Regions from separate parts of the Ovis aries genome. Here region 1 is linked to region 2. The links are chromatin contacts, called in public Hi-C maps. All regions are on one chromosome and are shown on one strand. Each heading gives the region's core, a stretch centred on a gene start, on an enhancer-like site or on the middle of the called end of the contact. The rest is flanking DNA. Distances are from core to core; before and after follow the strand shown. Region 1 holds the start of RGL1 (ral guanine nucleotide dissociation stimulator like 1). Region 2 has its middle 10 kb from the start of TRNAG-CCC.

Evidence for each region. A called contact is a pair of places that touch in the nucleus more often than the background predicts.
Region 1: a Hi-C map of omental adipose tissue shows a contact between it and region 2, with 1.5 times the contacts expected there. The contact joins the promoter of RGL1 here to the enhancer-like site in region 2. A contact is called at or near these places in 2 of 16 Hi-C or Micro-C datasets (omental adipose tissue and skin fibroblasts).

The regions. Positions count from the first base shown.
Region 1 is chr12:64,267,871-64,270,663 of ARS-UI_Ramb_v3.0, forward strand. RGL1 (ral guanine nucleotide dissociation stimulator like 1) reads left to right here and starts at 1,399. Exons shown (of 19, transcript XM_042229196.1): 1 at 1,399-1,594; 2 at 2,563-2,673. The coding sequence starts at 1,568.
Region 2 is chr12:64,234,851-64,237,813 of ARS-UI_Ramb_v3.0, forward strand. No RefSeq gene overlaps it. Among named protein-coding and RNA genes, the nearest start is that of TRNAG-CCC, 10 kb to the right of the region's middle. Within about 2 kb of position 1,566, at least 10 of the 54 cell types and tissues checked have an H3K27ac peak or open chromatin away from gene starts, as enhancers often do.

The DNA of each region.
Region 1 (2,793 bases), core at 149-2,648, 33 kb after region 2:
TTATCTTGTGTTCTTCAGGATCACTGAATAGGGGTGCTCCTGGAATGGCTTAAGAGGCAGGTGGTAGGTCTTCCACACCATTTTCCGCTGGACACTGGGGACACGCTATGCTGGTGGTCATTGAAAGGTCAAGTTTACATGCTTTCGTAAAAATAGAAATAATCAAAGCTTGATAAAAAGAGCATCCCTTCTGTCCAATAGTTTGTGGTGGTTTGTGGGGAACTTTGCTGAGTGACTTCAAGAAGTTCTGAAGTGTCCAAAGATCTTTTTATTTTTCCTGGATGCACCCTCACTGTCATTTATTTTTGCTTTCCTGGGAACACCAGTACACTGAATTCTCTAGCTTTTCAGTTCATAATACATTTATTATTAACCAAAGCCCAGCCTTATGCCTCGGCATGGCAATTAGTGAGAGGCCTTTCTTTTAAAAAAAATTTAAAGGCTATTAAATTCATTTAGGGGAGAACAGTATAAAAGACATGAGCGCTAAACTTTTTTTTTTTTTTTTTTTTTGCAATTGGCATGGAATTCTGTCATGTGCCAATGTTTGATTATATTATCATCTGGAATTTCGCTGTTGATTTACTTTCTGTTAGGACAAAACTCCCTCCGGCAGTGTCCTCCGAATGGCTCTCTCCCCGAGGTTATCATCCCACGGTGTCCCTACAGTACAGACAACTCAACCCATGGTGACGACTCACAAAGACTCACGGAACCTCCGGGCCGCCGGTGGCCCAATTTCCACGCTGTCAGTCTCAGCAGAACTCTCTCCTGCTTTGCCCCTTTCCCTGCCACAGTGGCCAGTTACAGTTGATGAGCCTTAAACTATGGGGGGCTAGAAAGACGTCCAGAGGCATTTCCTGTTGGTGGTGTGCTGGTTCAGAACAAGCGCATCCTTGGGGCGTGGGTTTTGGAATACCCTCTGACCAATTCTCTCTCTCTCTCTTTTTTTTTTTTTTTTTTTGTGTGTCCTTATGAAAAGCTTGCTGGCTTCTAGTACTGCCGTTCTCACTGGGGTCGCCCTTATTGAATCTAAATTCCATAGGTAACAAGCAGATAATAGACGTTTATCCGACCCCCTCCTCCCATCCCTTTTTGCACCGCTTCCCCCTTTATTTCTTTGAGCGAAGGAAGGAAAAACACACTTAGATCCCCGATACCACACCCGGATCTTTTGGGGGCACCTGGTGGCCAATCAGGAAAACCTGATCCACTAGCAAGGGTGGCTGGCTGCCGATCGAATTCAGAGCTGGAGAAATCACGGCGTGCTAACTTTATCCGCGGGATTTCAGAAAGGGAGAGTGTGCTCCCGAGCACAAACAGGAAAGCCTGACATCACGGAGCGGCGGGGTGGCGTGGGGAGGAGTCTGCGGCGCCCTCGCTCGCCGCGCTCCCTTTGTGGCCGAGTCGCGCGCACCGGCGGCGGCGGGCGCGTGTCTGTGCTCCGTGCGCGGCGGCCGCGCGGGGCCGGGGCTTGGAGGCGCCGCGGCGGAGACGCGCGGGGATCGCGTTCGCCTGGGAGCGGGGTGCATCATGCCGCGTCCACACACCGGAGAGAAAACTGAGAATGAAATTGCTTTGGCAAGCTAAAATGGTAACGAGAACTCTTTGCCTTCTCCCGACGCTGCTCTGGTGGGGAATCTTCTCCCGCTTTCTCTGGGCGGGTTTTGGACTCCCTCGGAGTGAACGGAGCCATCCGATCCCAGACTTTGGAGCTCAGAGCTTTCTCTCTCGGCTTTCTCCGCCTTCCTCTTTGCGTGTCTTCTCCCTTTAAACCATACTTATTTTTCTCAGCAGTTGCCTTTGGTGTATCTGGGCTGATGTATGTCAGCAAAGAAAAACTTTTCAGGCAAGAGGTCTGTGAGTCTGGGTGAACCGCGGAGCGCCTCTGAGTCCCAGCGGCTCTTTAAACACAAACTTCAAGTTTAGGGAAATCCAGGGGGTCGCTGCACGCAGCCGATGTGTTGCTTTTTTTCTGCACTTGCCAGGTTATTTGACGGAAATAAAAACTTTTTCCCTCCCGCTAACTTTCTGGGTTCCCAAACAATAAGAGGAGAAAAAAGACATGCGAAGCATTTCGTTCCAAAGGAGCGAGCACTCTTAGCATTTTAAACACTTTTTTGTGGCAGAGTTTAAAATGCAGTTTGCTCCAAGAACGGAGCCACTTGTAAAGAGACAAACTTTTTCTGCCAGTGAATTCTTTTTCCTCTCATTTAAGGAGGAAAAGTGAACCAGGACTAAACTTCAGTTTCTTTAAGAAAGAAAAAAAGACTTTAAAAAGGTATTTAAGATAGTGAAGGAGCCTAGGAAAAATAACTAAATGGAAAAGTCCTGGGCTCTTGATAGCATAGCAAAGGGCTGGAGGGCCAAGAAAATCTCAGTATTCCCTCTATCACAGTGTGTCTTATGTTGCCCTGATTGTAATATTTATTTTGAACAGCCCATCTTATGCCCTGAGTGCTGCTGTAAGCAGCAAAGCAGCTGGGATAGATTGGTTAGCGGAGAGGGAAAAAACAGACAAACAAACAACTTTTTCTGTTTCTTTGTCCTGTCTCCTGGCAGAGCTCGATTCAGGACTGGGGTGAAGAGGTAGAGGAAGGAGCTGTTTACCATGTCACCCTCAAGAGAGTCCAGATTCAACAGGCTGCCAATAAAGGAGCGAGATGGCTCGGGGTGAGTAAAGCTGGGGAGACTGTGAGCCTTGGACTTGCAGGGCCTCTTGCTCTGTGAATATCATTATTATTTAGCAGAGGCAGGTTTTTTTTTTTTTTTTTTTTTTCCCTCCATTTCTTC
Region 2 (2,963 bases), core at 316-2,815:
CTCTGTGTATGTCACTTAATAGGGTCAAGACTAGGATCAGAAAGGGAGGTGCTGAGGGCACAAAATTTAAGGAGGTACCTACTCTCACATTTATGTCCTGCACTTGCACAAACTTGGAAGTTAATCTATCCTTGTATTTTGCATGCTAGGTGCCTTGCTTACTCACCCTAGTCCTGGCCCTGGCACCCAATTCTATTTGCTTTCCTCCTTCCGCAAAGGTAATCACTATCCTAAATTTGGAGTTTATCATCCTTATACATATTTCAGGGATTCCCAGGTGGCACTAGTGGCAAAGAACTTGGCTGCCAGTGCAGGAGACACAAGAGACTTGGGTTCAGTCCCTGGGTTGAGAAGATCCCCTGGAGGGGGGCATGGCAACCCACTCCAGTATTCTTGCCTGGATAATTCCATGGACAGAGGAGCCTGGCAGTCTACAGTCCATGGGTCGCAAAGAGTTGGACACGACTGAGTGACTGAGCACGCATGCAAAGTCGATACTAAAAAATGGGAAATAGGTGGGGGAACAGCATTAAATCAGTCAGTAATTGCAATGCGGTGTGATGAGTGTTGTATGTAATAAATATGTCCCTAGGTGTTTTCAGAACCTACAGCAGGGAGCATTAATCCCGCATGGGCGTGAGTATGCTCATGGAGGTGTGGGTGTCAGGGAAAGAAAACTCAGTGATGAAGTAAGGCTTGAGTTCATTCTTAAAGGAAAAGTAGAAGTTAACCCAACAGAAGGGATTTTAGAAGAGGAATCCAAGCAAATATTCCCATAAGAGGGAAAATTGTGTAAAGGGCAGTATTATTAATAGAATGTCCTGCAGTTGGGAGCGTCTGCAGCAGAAGAGAAATGGCAAGAGATGAAACTGAGAAGCACCAAATAATGAAAAGACTTACACGCTTCACTCAGAAATTCAGGAATTGTCTTGTGGGCCTTGGGCAGTCAGTAAAGGGTTTTAGGCAGGGGTAGTGACACAGATTTGTTTTCTAGAAATCCTGCTCTGTCAGACATGTGAAGGATGGCCTGGAACACTTCAAAACATCTTTTGGCCACTTTGATCTCCTTCTTCTCTGTATACATTCGGCTAGTCAGTGCTCAACTGGGAATTATTTGGGGGTATTCTTTTTTCATGATGGTGATTCTCTCTTTTAAGCTAGGCTGTCTGTTCTATAGACCATGTCCATTAGTTTTAATTAGACTTCACTTAGAAACCCTAAAGCACTCACATACTGCTGTACCTAGTTGAATTAAATACCTGATGGTTGATTGATGAATCATTTTCATAGCAATTACGTGACCATGTGATCATGATTTCATGGTAACCTGTTGTTTCTATAAAGGTTAACAGCAACCAAAATACTGCCATCTTGGGTACAAAGGTGATTTATTTCATTGGCTGTTGGGTCGTAGTCAGTGGCGGGGTTTTGTTTGTTTGTTTGGGTCTTTACTGATTGAAATTGCACTGACTCATTCATCATGCACTGCTTATCTGTGCTCAGTGTCTTGCATTTGTGAGGAGCCTGCCAAGATAAGCAGTATTCTCTGTGGCTGTGAAACAGAGATGCTCTCTGTGTGAACTTCAACTGGTGAATGCCTGTGTGGAGACTGGACATATGACCTCTCCCTCTCAATCCAGTTCTGGAATGGGGCCTCACATTGTAACATCACATTCTTGGAGGAGGAAATAGTATGTGTCATCACGCATACTTTGGAGATTAAATCATTCTCATCTGAGGGACAGGAAGAGAGAGAATTAAAAAAATGAGAGAGAGAGAGAGAGAGAGAAACTGGATGACTATTTGGACAAGCAGTGGGTGTGCATTTTATTCATCTCTGAAGAGCCAGCTCTTTGCTGACCTTAAAGAATGTGGTTCAAAGATAGCGCTAGGCTTCTTCTTTGTGATTCTGAATGACTTCCTTTTTCTCTCTCCCGAAAACTTTAATATGAGGCAAAGGGATAGACATGTCCTGCCTGACAACTTATTAATATATAAACATGCTTTGAGATATTTTTACTGAGATCAGTAGGGTAGACATTATCATCAGTAGTGAGGAATGGAATATTAAAACTGAATATGAATAATATTCAACTGGAGTCTATAAGGGAGGGAGAGAAAGTATCATTTGTTAAGCACCTACTCTGTGTCAGAACTGCCCTTGGCACTTTCATATTCCGCGGTATATTCAGTTGTCACAGCCATAGGGATGTTTTTAAATAGAAGCTTGCTTCTTTCCTATTCTTTTGTTTTGGGCTGCGCTGGATCTTCTTGCTGTGCCTGAGCGTTCTCTGGCTGCGGTGAGCAGGGTCTGCTCTCTAGTTGTGATGCACGGGCTTCTCACTGCGGTGGCTTCTCTTGATGCTGAGCACGGGCTTAGTTGCCCTGAGGCATACAGAATCTTCCTGGACCAAGGATTGAACCTGTGTCCCCTGCACTGGCAGGCAGACTCTTCACCCCTGGACCACCAGGGAAGTCCCATAGGAATATTTTGCATGAGGATTTTGAAGATTAGAAGTTAGGGCACATGCTCAAAGATACATAACTGGTAAGTGGCGGAGTAAGATTCAAATTCAAGCTTCTCTCTCTTCATCATCTCACTCTTATCTTCTCATGAAACTGTCTACCAAAATTATTTAAATCACCCTGATTCTACATTTGGTTTTGCTTCCCAGACTTCATCTCATTCTGGTCAGGTCGGCATCTTCAGCGTAATAAATGGTTCCAGTCTTGCTCTCTTAGAGCCTGGCTTGGCAGTGTCTCATGGGAAAAAACAACAACGTGCCCATTGAGTCATAACTTTCTTTTATTCCTCAAAATGTTTTTCCCAGTGTGTGTGGCTGGGTTTCCATCTCAGTTTTCCCACATAGTATCACAACATCTCATGGAGACTACACCCTGCCGTTAACTCCATTCCGTTTGAGTGAAGCTCTAAACCTCTGCTAAGTTTGTCCTAGCTCTTT